Regions from separate parts of the Mus musculus genome. Here region 2 is linked to region 1. Evidence: chromatin contacts called from public promoter capture Hi-C data. All regions are on one chromosome and are shown on one strand. The core of a region is the stretch at or near the end of the contact, and the rest is flanking DNA. Distances in the headings are between cores, read along the strand shown. Region 1 holds the start of Pabpn1 (poly(A) binding protein, nuclear 1). Region 2 has its middle 35 kb from the start of Zfhx2.

What was found. Promoter capture Hi-C pulls out the DNA fragments that hold promoters and counts their contacts.
Region 2: a promoter capture Hi-C map of hippocampal neurons shows a contact between it and region 1, with 2.6 times the contacts expected there. The contact joins the enhancer-like site here to the promoter of Pabpn1 in region 1. A contact is called at or near these places in 4 of 39 promoter capture datasets (cranial neural crest, hippocampal neurons, liver and 1 more), 1 of 484 Hi-C or Micro-C datasets (muscle stem cells), 7 of 115 datasets of contacts at active chromatin or transcription factors (the SCID.adh cell line, SST interneurons, embryonic forebrain and 3 more) and 2 of 9 other capture datasets (liver and pancreatic islet).

What each region holds. Positions count from the first base shown.
Region 1 is chr14:54,892,578-54,898,831 of GRCm38.p6, forward strand. It overlaps Pabpn1 (poly(A) binding protein, nuclear 1), which reads left to right and starts at 1,566. Exons shown (of 7, transcript NM_019402.2): 1 at 1,566-1,917; 2 at 2,271-2,385; 3 at 3,052-3,119; 4 at 3,240-3,346; 5 at 4,375-4,462; 6 at 4,544-4,695; 7 at 5,440-6,254. The coding sequence starts at 1,579. The coding sequence ends at 5,479.
Region 2 is chr14:55,053,887-55,060,532 of GRCm38.p6, forward strand. It overlaps a transcript of Zfhx2 not described here. Among named protein-coding and RNA genes, the nearest start is that of Zfhx2, 35 kb to the right of the region's middle. Within about 2 kb of position 1,490, at least 101 of the 459 cell types and tissues checked have an H3K27ac peak or open chromatin away from gene starts, as enhancers often do. A contact at or near this core is called in SST interneurons, hippocampal neurons and muscle stem cells, where this site is marked.

The DNA.
Region 1 (6,254 bases), core at 316-2,815:
TGCTTAAATTGGGTGCCAGCAAACCCTTCAGATTTTGAATTGGCTGGAATCGGTGTAAGGTTCTTTGGAACGCATTTGGTGCCTGACTTCGGTGATCAACTTCAGTTCAGATGGATCCGCAGCAAGAGTGCGACTCTGCTTCCAGCTCCCAAGCTTCTGAGGTAAGGCCTGCAACTGTGGGGTCAATCAGCTGTGCTTCCGACTTTGCTTTTGCCCCACTCCCCTGGTGCGACCAAGTTAGCCATTTTGATTGTGCTTGTATGAATCTATCCCTCAGACTTGTAGTTTGGTCTGTCTACAAAAAGTCCGTCCTCTTGCAGATTTAGCACTACTGTTCTTTAATTTTTATAAATGTGTGGAATTTCTTCTGGAGTGTGGGTATCATACTATCGTCTCCAGGGCCAGATCTCATGGTTATTTGAAGGTGCAGAGCTGTCTTGAGAATTTGCATGGAGAATTTCCCCCAGTGGTCTTCAAAGTGGTTTGGAAGCTAGGAAATTACACCTAGAAGTTGCAGTCACCCAATAATCACACAAATTTGCGGATAGAAATATAAACAGGACTTGGCCCCTTGTCTGCGGGCACTCTGCTTAGCTAGGAAGGAGCACAGAACGGTTAAGAGTGCAGTGGAAATAGGCCCACTTGTCTCAAGATAAAATGGGAAACCTGGTGGAAGGCATTCTCACTGAGGTGGTCTGGTTTAGGAGAAACTGCACATATGGGACTAAAGCTGTGAACCTCGGGTAAACCGGGGAAAGTGTGGAGACCATACTTGCAAACTAGCCCTAAGTAAGGAATTTTTGACACGTCAGCTGGCCAAGAAAAAGAGGGTGTTGTAATAAGTTAGGCAAGAAAACTGGCTGAATCTTAGTCTAAAACAATAACCTATGCAGAACAACGGGACACAACTCCTAGTGGGAGTGAGGTTTGCTGATCCTTACTTTTTTTTTATTTTTGAGGTTACTTTTCTATGTAGTGTTGACTGGCCTGGGAACTCATTCTGTAAGTAGTCTAGTTTTGAACTCACAGAAATCTACTTGCCTCCGCTTTCTGAGCGCTGGTATTAAAGGCGTACGCCACCACACTCCGCCTAGGAATTCCCTAGTTTTAAGCCAGGCCATCCTTTCGAGAGCAAGGTTCACCTGTCGCACAACGGGTGTCTGCCCGTCGAATCCCATAAGCCAATCGGCATCCAAGAATGGGCCACTTCGGTGAGGCGTTTGGAAGATTGGTCCTTTTCGCCTCACCAGTCAGAGGCCAATTGCGGAGCATCCTCCATGTTGTGGGCCCGCCCATGGGTGGAGGATGAACGGAAGGTCGTCACAGTGCGGGCGTATTGTTACCTAAGGACTCAACAGGAGGTGGGGTGTGTTGATTGACAGGCATATTTCACCTACCGGGTTTAGAGAATTTGGCACAGTGGCCCGCCTTAGAGGTGGGGCCTCGTTTGATTGCCAAGTAGAATTCCCCAATAGTATTCGAGCTCGGGGTAACGGGCAGGCTGACTGACTAATGAATCCTCGGCGTGGCCGGCTCAGTTCTCCAATCGCCGATCGGCGGGCCCCAGTCTGAGCGGCGATGGCGGCGGCGGCGGCGGCGGCAGCAGCAGCGGGGGCTGCGGGCGGTCGGGGCTCCGGGCCGGGGCGGCGGCGCCATCTTGTGCCCGGGGCCGGTGGGGAGGCCGGGGAGGGGGACCCGGGGGGCGCAGGGGACTACGGGAACGGCCTGGAGTCTGAGGAGCTGGAGCCTGGGGAGCTGCTGCCGGAGCCCGAGCCCGAAGAGGAGCCGCCCCGGCCCCGCGCCCCTCCGGGAGCTCCGGGTCCTGGGCCCGGCTCGGGAGCCCCCGGCAGTCAGGAGGAGGAGGAAGAGCCGGGACTGGTTGAGGCCGACCCCGGCGACGGCGCCATTGAGGACCCGGTGAGGGGAGGAGGGCGAGCGAGCGGGCCGGGTCATGGGAGGCCCAGAGCACGGACAGGAGGCAGGCAGGCGGGGGGTGGGGTTGGGCGGGGAATAACGTGGCTGGTGGCGGGCCGAGGCCGTTCGTGAGCGGCCTGGTGGGGCATCATGGGTGTCTAGGGTGGCTCTAGAGAAGGTAAATTGACTCTTTTCATTTTTTCTGCGTGTTTTTTTTAAATAATATTTTTTATTTCAATCACGACCCTCGCACGAGGCGAGGGAAATGGCCGAGCACGGCTGTGGCCGGGCCCAGACAAAATGTACGGCACAGCCCCTGCGTCTGGTTAACTGCATGCCCTGCTCATTCATTGTAGGAGCTAGAAGCGATCAAAGCTCGAGTCAGGGAGATGGAGGAAGAGGCTGAGAAGCTAAAGGAGCTACAAAACGAGGTAGAGAAGCAGATGAATATGAGTCCACCCCCAGGCAATGGTGAGTAGATCGCCTCATGCACGCACAGTCCGGATCTTTGGTTGATAGGGTAGTGGGGGAAGACTGCAGCGTGGCAGAAGCCGGGGACCTTGAATGAAGCTGCTCGTCTGAGCAATTTTTTCTGGGCAGGTGCTGTGGTCATAGTCCATTACGTGTTCTACTGACCTTTGTTAGACACAAGCCGTTTTGGTGAAGAGATAGTCTTGTGCCTTCCTTTGTCTCATTTATAAATGTGTTTCTCTTTGTTCTTAGTTTGTCTGTACCCTTCTTGGGGCGATTATCAGCTGGCATTTGACCTTCAAGTCTTAACACTTTTCAGTTGGAGACCCTTTAGTTAGGACTTAGGAACTGACTGGTGGCTGTAAGGGAGGGAGTTCTTTAAAAATGTTAGATTTCAGTCCATTCTGTTTTGTTTGCTTTGAGGCATTTCAGCTAAAGCTGAATAGAGACTCGACTTGAAAAACGTAAAATCTTAACACCGTTTTTTATGGTCTTTTAAGAGGTAGTTTCTCTAATGTATATTGAAACCTACTATGTGCTAAACACTGTTATAGGTAATTGGTATAGTAGAAGTATACCCAAAATTTAGCCTGCGGGTGGAAGTGTGTGTGTATTGATCGAGCAGAAGATGTGCTTGCCTAAGGTAATTTTTTTCCCCTCTAAAAGCTGGCCCAGTGATCATGTCTCTTGAGGAGAAGATGGAGGCTGATGCCCGCTCTATCTACGTTGGCAATGTATGTATCAAGGAATAGTCTGCTTTGGGTTTTGGGGGGGACTTTTGTTTCTTATTCCTTACTTTGTTATGTGTTCAAATTGGAGTTTCCCCAGTACTTGTCAAGTGTTCCTTTCCTTAGGTGGACTATGGTGCAACAGCAGAAGAGCTGGAAGCCCATTTTCATGGCTGTGGTTCAGTCAACCGTGTTACTATACTCTGTGACAAATTTAGTGGCCATCCCAAAGGGTAAGTAGGAGGATAAGTTGAGATCATTTTACTCACATTTTAAAAATACGTGAAAAATACATGAGCTCGGAATCGAACCTAGGACCTTGAACATGCTGATGTGTGCTGTCAATCTAGTCAAAAGAGTGTTAACTCGTTTTAAAGGTTCTTATATATGTGGTCGGTTGGTTTTGTTTTCAAGTCAGAGTTTCTCTGTTTAACCCTGGCTGTACTGGAATTACCTCTATAGACCAGGCTGGCCTTAAACTCAGAATTAAACTGGGATTAGACTTCAGGTTTATACCACCATGACTGGCCTAACTTGAGCTGGGCGTGGTGGTGCACGCCTTTAATCCCAGCACTTGGGAGACAGAGGCAGGGATTTCTGAGGCCAGCCTGGTCTACAAAGTGAGTTCCAGGACAGCCAGGGTTACACAGAGAAACCCTGTCTCAAAAAAACAACAAAACCAAAAAAAAACATTTCCCAAAGAATAGTAATTGCTTATTAAAACAAGTAGGTTTTGCCTGTTAAGTGTCTCTATATATCAGTAGTTGTATATTAAATGCCTTCAGAGACCAGGTAATAAACTAAAGACTGGGCAGGGGTGGGATTGTAAACTAGAAAGGGAGGGCAGCATTAGTCAGCACCAGCTGTTTGTGTATGGCTATATAGAAATCTGGGTCTTGTTGATTTAATTTTGGTGCTACTGGAGACTGAACCTTTGGACTTAGAATGTGTGCTAGGCAGGTCCTCTTACTGAGGCATGTCATACACTCACACCTTTTCAAACTTTTTATTGTGAAATGGGTTCTCTTAAGTGGCCCAGGTTGGTCTTAGCAGCTCTGTAGCTTGCACAGACCATGAACTTAGGTTCCCCTGTCTCAGCCTACTGAGAAGCTGGGATTATAAACTGTTCATTATACTCAATAATGTTTAGAAGTTTTTAAAATGTTAGCATACTATACTTCCAGTTAACTGTATTACAAGTTGGGTTTAACCTGTAAGCTCTTTGTAAAGTCTGATAAAATGGCCAGATTATTCTTTCCAGGTTTGCATATATAGAGTTCTCGGACAAAGAGTCAGTGAGGACGTCCCTGGCCTTAGATGAGTCCCTGTTCAGAGGAAGACAAATCAAGGTAAGCATAGTGCCCTGGCTATCCGTCCTGTACAGAGTCTCTGGCTTGACTCCAAGCCTTTGTGTTCTCTGTCCTTTTCAGGTGATTCCCAAACGAACCAACAGACCAGGCATCAGCACAACAGACCGGGGTTTCCCGCGCTCCCGATACCGTGCCCGGACTACCAACTACAACAGCTCCCGATCTCGATTCTACAGTGGTTTTAACAGCAGGCCCCGGGGTCGAATCTACAGGTCAGGATAGATGGGCTGCTCCTCTTCCCCGCCTCCCATGAGCCCTTAGGCTTCGTTCTCTCCTCACCTGAGGACCCTTACTCCCTTGTCCTCCCTTTGGTTGCAGGGACTTGGTCCTGCTTGTGCAGAGTAAGGAAATAGTGGCAGGCCAGTTCTGGGTTTTCTTGAACAGAAACTGATGAGGGTGGATTTGTTCTGAGACGTTTCCTCCCTCAGCCTTCTTTTGGGAGTTGGTGGCAGTGAGAGTTTATTTGCCCTGAGCTGTGAGGAGGCCTCAGGGTAGGGAGAGCACTGTTTGGACTTGGTTATTTTTCCCATGTGTGGAAGGATCCAGCTCCTGGCTGGTCCTCCCACAGCTGCGTGGGAGGACTGTTCCCAAGGTCAGCTGTCTGATGGGGCCTAGTGGCTCCAGAGTGTGGCTGGGCTTCATTTACTTCTGTCCTTGCATTTCAGTCCCACATTAAGATAAACCCTGCCTTTTTAGCAGATAGGGTTTAAGTGCTGTGGAGCACTGGACAAACAATGGATCCTTTTTCTTGTCCCTCAGTATCTTAGATGGATATTTCCTTGCCCTGTTTCCCATGTCAAGGCCCCCCAGTTTGCCATTTGTGTTATTCCTGGATTGAGGCCTCACTTTTGAGGTGCTCCCTTCAGTCACTGGGGCAGTTGCGGGCCCATGGGGAGGGTCTTGCACTGAACTCTTTAGTAACCCTGTTAACACCTAACTCTCCTTCTTTCTTCCAGGGGCCGGGCTAGAGCGACATCATGGTATTCCCCTTACTAAAAAAAGTGTGTATTAGGAGGAGAGAGAGGAAAAAAAGAGGAAAGAAGGAAAAAAAAAAGAATTAAAAAAAAAAAAGAAAAACAGAAGATGACCTTGATGGAAAAAAAATATTTAAAAAAAAAAAAAAGATATACTGTGGAAGGGGGGAGAATCCTATAACTAACTGAGGAGGGACCTGCTCTGGGAGTAGGGGAGGCCCAGGGCGCGGGGCAGGGGCTACAGAGTCCCTCTGGGGATTCGCCATGGACACATCTCAACTGTGCAAGCTGCTCCCTGTTTCCCTGCCCCCCTCCATCCTCTCTGGGCCTGCTCAGGGGTAGGTGGGCTCGGGTGGTAGGAGGGCTTTTTTTTACCCAGGGCTCTCTGGAAGGACACCAAACTGTTCAGCTTGTTCCCTTCCCTCGTCTTCTCCCTGCCTTTTGCAGTCCCCGCCTGCCTGCTCCTGTCCTACCAGGTCTCCGCCCACCCTACACCTCTTTCCTCCGGCTCCCTGCCCCTCCAGTTTGCCTGGTGATCTATTTTGTTTCCTTTTGTGTTTCTTTTTCTGTTTTGAGTGTCTTTCTTTGCAGGTTTCTGTAGCCGGAAGATCTCGCTCCCAGCGGCTCCAGTGTAAATTCCCCTTACCCTTGGGGAAATGCACTACTTTGTTTTGGGGAGTTTGGGGGTGTTTTTGTTTTTCAGGTGGTTTTGTTTTGTTTTGTTTTTTTCTTTACCTTTTTTTTCCCTTTTATTTGGAGGGAATGGGAGGAAGTGGGAACAGGGTGGTGGGGGTGGC
Region 2 (6,646 bases), core at 240-2,739, 160 kb after region 1:
CCCTCCATTCTCCTAGCTCCATCGGCTGCCAACCTAAGGCCATCGCCTGCCTCCATCACCCCTTCGCCTGCCTGCCTACCACCCAATCCCAAATGGGTGCTGGATCAGGTGCCGAATCTGGCTGCCTCCTCGGGTACCAGTCACTGCGTTGCTGTGTGTCTGCCACCGCTGCCTGGCACTCATGGGGCCGTGTGTGTATGTGTGTGTGTGCGCGCGCATGTACATGTACGCATACGCATGTGTTGTATGTGAGCCTCCTGGGCATGGGTGGGGGTTGGCATTGTGGTTGCCACTGTAGCATCCAACTAGAAGGACAGAAGGATGGAGTGGAATAAAGAGGGAGAAGCGCGGGGCCTCGGAGGGGAGAAGAGGGTGCACGAGTTGCTTCATGCTGTATGGTTGCAGGCATTGGCACTGCAGCTGCCACCCTTGTGCCCATGGAGATGGGAGGGGACAAGTGGAGGGGGCAGCGACAGGAGTCCTTGTGCTCTGGGGGGAAGATGCGGCACACAAGAGCTGTTGGCATCACAACTGTAGGCTTGTGCCAGGTCTGGGGTTACAGGAACTAAGGGGACGAGGAGGTAGAGAGGAAGGAAGGACTGGCTGCTGATGCCGCTGCCCCCCTAGGGCTCTGAGAAGTGTGTGGAGAAGGAAGGAGTTACCTCTGCTCCTGTCTGAGAGTGGAGAGAGTAGATGGGGAAGTGCCAGGAAAAACTGGAAGGGGTAGGAGGAGGGACTGTGCCACTACTACCCAGGGAGGACTCGTCTGGGCTGGCCGTGGGGCCTTTTTGTGAGAGAACACTGAAGAAGACAACAGGGAAAGTGGTGCTGCCCATGGAGCCTGGCATGGCTGTGGTGTTGTGTGGATTGGGAAGGGTGACAGTGACCCTCTCAATGTGGTTGGGAAGGCTGTCCTGCCAGGAGTTAGATAGTGAAGATGAAGGGTGTTTCATTTGGGAGAATAGACTGTTTTTTTTTTTTTTTTTCCCTGCCAGGTCCTCCTTCTCATCACTTCTTAGGCATGGAGAGATGAAGGACAGATGGAGTACCGCACAAGGATACAATGGAGGAAGCAGGCCATGACTAAGACCCCAAGGATGAAGAATGGAGAGCCCTGACCGTCCTCCTGGCCTCCAGTCATTTCCCCACTGAAGATGGCCGTACCCTCTAGCCTGGTCTGTATGTCCCCAGCATTGCAGGTGTTGGGGGAGGGAAGGGGCTGCGTGTGAAGCTGAGCTGTGAAACGGGAAGGGTCCCCTTTTGTGGATCCTGTTTGTACTGTCCACTCTTACAAGTGTGGCTGATTTTTTTCTCCCTGGTGCCTCCCTCTCCTCCCCCGCCTTTCTTTTGCCTCCCCCCTTTCATCATCACCATCTGGGTCCTTCTGCTTGGCACCCAACCAAGTAGATGCCGCCACACTTGGCAGTGTTGTGCTGGCATGTGACCAGTGACTCAGATTCTGGCACTGCGGCAAACCCAAAGCCTCGAAAGTTGCTCATGATACCGCTTGGCGGCAATGAGGGAGAGGGGTCATGGGCACATGCGCTGGGTGGAGCTCCGTGTTGTAAAGTGGCACATGACGCTGCCCTTCACAGAGGGAATAAAGCCAGTATTCACTAGAACATCTCCCCTCTGCTCTTCTCCAAACTGGACCCTCAACTCCTCCCTTGACTAATTCCAATAAGGGGGTTGAGTGGGCACCACACTGTTTGAGCAGCCATGCAAAAGCCATCTAGAGTAAGGAGGGATAAGGACGCCATTCACAGCCACAGTGGGCGTGTACTTCTCTCTGCAGTTAGGGCAGAAAGACACCAGAGTGTGAAAAAGGCCTGGGGAAAGGCTTGGCAGCTATGCTGCCCCTTGGGCTTCACTGGTAGGGAGTGGGCTAGGCCTTACATATGTATTTCCTGCTCTCTCATGGTTGAGATGAATTGGTTCCTTGTCCTTTTGTTTAAAACGGTCCTAGAAGGATAAGAGGCACTCTAGAAGTGGAGAGAGGTGTGGTGGTGGTGGTGGCGGGAAGACAAAGGCATCTGGGACTTATACAAAGACGCTAAGAGTTTATGTTTAGAGATTTCTCAATGGCACACCAAATAGGACTGGATTAATTTCTGTCTTTGAAATCTACTCTTGGAAGGGAGGACCATGGCCCAACAATGGCAGTGGGAGAGAAGATGACTCTGTGGAGGACACTCTCCGTTATCTGTGATGACATACACCAGCCCCCGAACAATTTAACCTCAAGCTGCCCTCTGCAAGACTTCGGTAGCACTGGACTTCCCTCATTCCTGGTAGGCAGAGGTTGTTAGCCATCAGCCTGGAAGATCTGAAGGAAAATTTGGCTTTGGGTAAAGTCAAAGGGGATGGCTCTCAGAGATAAGGCCAGTTCATGAGAAGTAAGCAGGGCTTTGCTACCTGTGCAGGGCAGAGCTGCCCTGGGCTGGGGGGAGTTCTGATGTCAACATCTCTGGAGGCAGATGACAACTTCAGAAGAGGCAAAATTTCCCCAGGAGAAAAGAAAACAGGAGGTCTTCAGTCAACATGGTAAGTGGATAGTGTTTAAGAACTGTTTTCTGTTAGATAAAAGCCACTATAAACACATGATACCATCAGATTCTAGTAGGTTGGAAGCTTAAAAGTGTGTCAAGGTCATGAAGATGCTACATCTGAGGAGGAAAGAAACCCAAAACATTTGGTTTGGGTATAGCTTAGTGGCAGAGCACTTGCCTAGCATGTGTGAAGTCTTGGGTTCAAACCTCAGCTCTAAAGAGACAAAAAAGTCCAAAGTGAAGCTAGTGGCTGTGTGGGAGTGTCTGCTGTAGGTCCTAGGGACTAGAGAGCTGGGACAGGTCACAGAGAGATACTGGGGGCTGAGCTTGTTAGGACAATAGCTGTCAGTCAATAGCATAGATCATTTCAGCGGGAGTTTCTGATTCACTTGGTGTAGAGTGTGGTTCAGAAACGTATATTTAATTAATTACTATTTGCGGTACTAGGAATAGATTCAAGGACTTGTGCATGACAGGCAAACACTCTGAGTTATGTCCCCTTTTTGCTGTTATTTTGAGATGGGGTCTTGCTATGTTCAAGGCTGGCCTTGAGCTGACTCTGTAGCCCAGGCTATCTTGAATGTGTGAACCTCCTGTCTCTAGAAATTGGAATTATGGGTTTTTTTCCACTAGATGTATCTTAGGATACATTATAAACATTCGGGAAATCATGATACAGGTGGGCAAACTTTGGGACAGCCTGTTCTATAGTATGGTATTGATCTTGTAGGGCAGTCAGTCTCATAGGAATTTTCCTTCTCTTTGTTGTTTCTTGACCACCTTCATGTCACAGTGATGATATATATGTTGTGGGATTAATGTGTGTGTGTGTTAAGTGAGGGCAGTTGGTAAAAGGCGTGGGGTCGTGAGGTCCAGTTAGGCACATGTAACCTGCTAGAATGGTGACTGTAATGGACAGTAGTTATCACAGAGGCCCTTCCTCGATAGCATCTTCAAAGTCCCACTTCCTTCTCCCCCTAGTTCCAATTGTTGGCTGCCATATGTTTCTGAAACCTTCCTGTGGAGAACCATGAGTTTAAAAGTGTTGCTCACTCGATGTCCTCCATGTCTCTGCGAGATCTACATGGATTTTGTGGTGATAGAGAGATAGATCTTACTCATCTGTCTTTTGGAGACCTGGGTTGTGAAGCAAGAGTCATCAGTGTGCAGGGCAGGACCCATGGCAGGATTGGCAAACACCCCAGAATCTGTAGATAGATTCGCTGCTGAGGTTTGAGTTGTTTGGTGGGATATGTCCAGTATTCTTCAAGGTCAGTGGAGAAGATATTGTGCAGGGTTTGTCATTATGAGAAAAGGACTATGGAGTTATAGATGCGGGGCAACATCTGTGAGCCTCTGCTGACCACTCATATCTGTATGTTAGCCATGGGGTTGACAAGACTGTATGTATGGCTGGATAAGGCTGTATTGCTGCCTCCACTCTCCCCACTCTTGGACAGGTTCATCTTCTTTCTGTCCTACTTATAATCACCCAGGCTGCGTGTCTACTAACTTCTAGCCAGACACCTGTCTGTCACTGGGGAATTGCAGGCAACCCATCTCATACTGGCAGGGAATAAAGCTATCAACTCCATTTTGGTTTGGTGTTTTGGTTAGAGGATTAGCTGGGTCCTTCTGTATCAAGGAAGGTCACAGGGTGGTCACACAATTGAGCTCTAATTTTGTCACTCGATGTTATGCTTTTGGGAAGTATAATGTCTTTACTTGGGTTTAGTGGCACAGGCTTGTAACCTCAGCTGCTCAGGAGGCTGAGGCAGGACGATCTTAAGCTTAAGAGCTGTTTGCACTACAGAGCAAGTTCAGACCCTGTCTCAAAGAATGAATTGAGCTGGGCAGTGGTGGCAAAAGCCTTTAATCCTAGCACTTGGGGAGGCAGAAGCAGGCGGTCTACAGTTTGAGGCCAGCCTGGTCTGTTGGCTACTTCCAGGATAGACAAGGCTACACTGAGAAACCCTGTCTTGAAAAACAAACAAACAAACAAAAATCATGCCTGTAATTTCAGCAATCAGAACATGGAGGCCAGAAGACCTAGAGTTCAAGATCATCCTGTGTTATACAGACAGTTCGAGTCTGGCTTAGTCTACGTGATTTTATATATCAAAGGTGGTAATGTGTGGAACTGAGGCCGTGGCTTTGTGGCAGAGCTCTTGCTTAGTGTCTATGGGACCCTGGATTTGATCACTAGTTCCATAAGAGTTGTAGACTCTCCAAAGAGAATCATACTCCTGGTGTTGTTCTTTTCTCCTTTAAACTTGGCAGACATTGGCCCAGCTTTCCCTAAATGTCCTCTTTCAGTGTTTCTTTATTTCATCCTTTCGTATTGTATCTACACTTTGCTCCTGGCTCCACTGTCCTTATTTGGTAGTAACTGCTGCTGTAGTACTCTCTTTCGGCTTCTCTTCCTAATTCAGTCTCTTAGAACTGGTGACCTTATAGCTCTACAGGTTTCTGATATGTGCTCCTCACCTTCCCAATACCAGGCCTTCCTGTAGAGTCCCAGCATGGCCCACCCAGCTTCAGGGTGATATAACTTCCTTCTCTTCTTTAGAGGACAATCAGTTATGGCCTTTCCCCTACAAGTTGATAATGTTCAACACTGATAGTAGTCCCATTTTCCTGAGACTTGCTGTATTTGAGCTTTCTCTGGCTCCATTCACATGAGGAAAATTAGCATAGGTTGCAGGCAAGTGCCCTTCTGCTAACCTACAACCTCAGTTCCTAGAAAATATGGCTTCTTAAGGGCGTGAAGGCTGTTATCTATCTCAGGACATGTTCTTGTGCAAGTGTAAGCCTGTGTGTGTGTATACATTCATCTACCTAAAGACATCTTGACATCTTGGGTGGGGTCTGTTTCTTTTCAGGATGAACTTGTTTTGTTGGTGGGGTGTTAGGTATTACACACAGAACTGTGCTTCTGTTCATATGTTGTTATTATTGTTATTACTATTATTAATTATTATTATAGACAGCCTCACTATATAGACCTGGTTGGCCTGGAAGTTGTAGGCTGACCTTGAGCTCTACTTCCTGTGTCCTCTACCACACCCAGCCTTATGTTTTGTTTCTAAACAGGGATGAATGGCTAGCTGAGCAATTGTCTTGAAATAGGAGGGTGATAAGAACTTGACCTATTCTAACACGAAGGAACAGAAAGAATGAAGCATCTTGGGCTATTATGCCTAGAACCTTTGGCTTTCTTGCTTCTATGTGTTTCTGTAAATTCAGCCAAGGGTAGAGTTTTGGGGCAAGGACCAGTTTGTTCAATGATCCTGCTGCATATCTTATCTGGCTACGAAGGCTTCAGATTTTTTCCCCCGTTCTTCCTGGTTGAAGGCTGAGTACCTTTCAATCCTCTTACAAGGTTTTGAGCAAAGACAGGCAATACCATCCACACCTCCTGCCTCCCGGCGACGTGGAGCAAGAGATCTGTATTGGGGAGCTTCTTTAGGATGGTGTAGGCTAGAAATCTGAAGCCATGATGGACCCGCCTTATGAGAGCCTAGTTCCAGCTCACTTCACAGCCAGGAGCACTTGTAGGTACCATTGTGCTTGCTTTCCATCTGTGATTCCATAAGATCCTGCTGACGTGCTGGTTGCCTCTAGCATCCTTCAGACACAAGGTCCCCTAGTGCACACTGCTTGCTGTCTGAGGGATTAGCACGGCTCAGTGAGGCCTAAGAGACTTTGGACTGGTGTGCGCTGACCTGTCAGCAGCTCTGGGGCTTCTGGGAAAGTGTAGTTGCTCAGTTTCTGTCTCGCTGAAACTTAATCCAACTTAGTCAGACTAGAATGCATAACACAACACTTCTAATTATCCCAAGGCAGATGTTTACCAAGATTTTCTTTTAAAGTTCCTTTTCTTTTCTTTGTCTTTCTTTCTTTTATACATAAGTCACATTCCCAGAAAGCAGAGTGAAAAAGAAATCCAAAACAAAACAAAACCCAAAACCAACCCTTTTCCTTATACACATGCTGCTAAGAAAATACTTTTATACATAGAATTTCAACAAGTGAGACAAAAGGATGTGGGTCTGTGTAGCTGTAAGAGGCGCCAGAGTGTCAGGGACCAGACCATG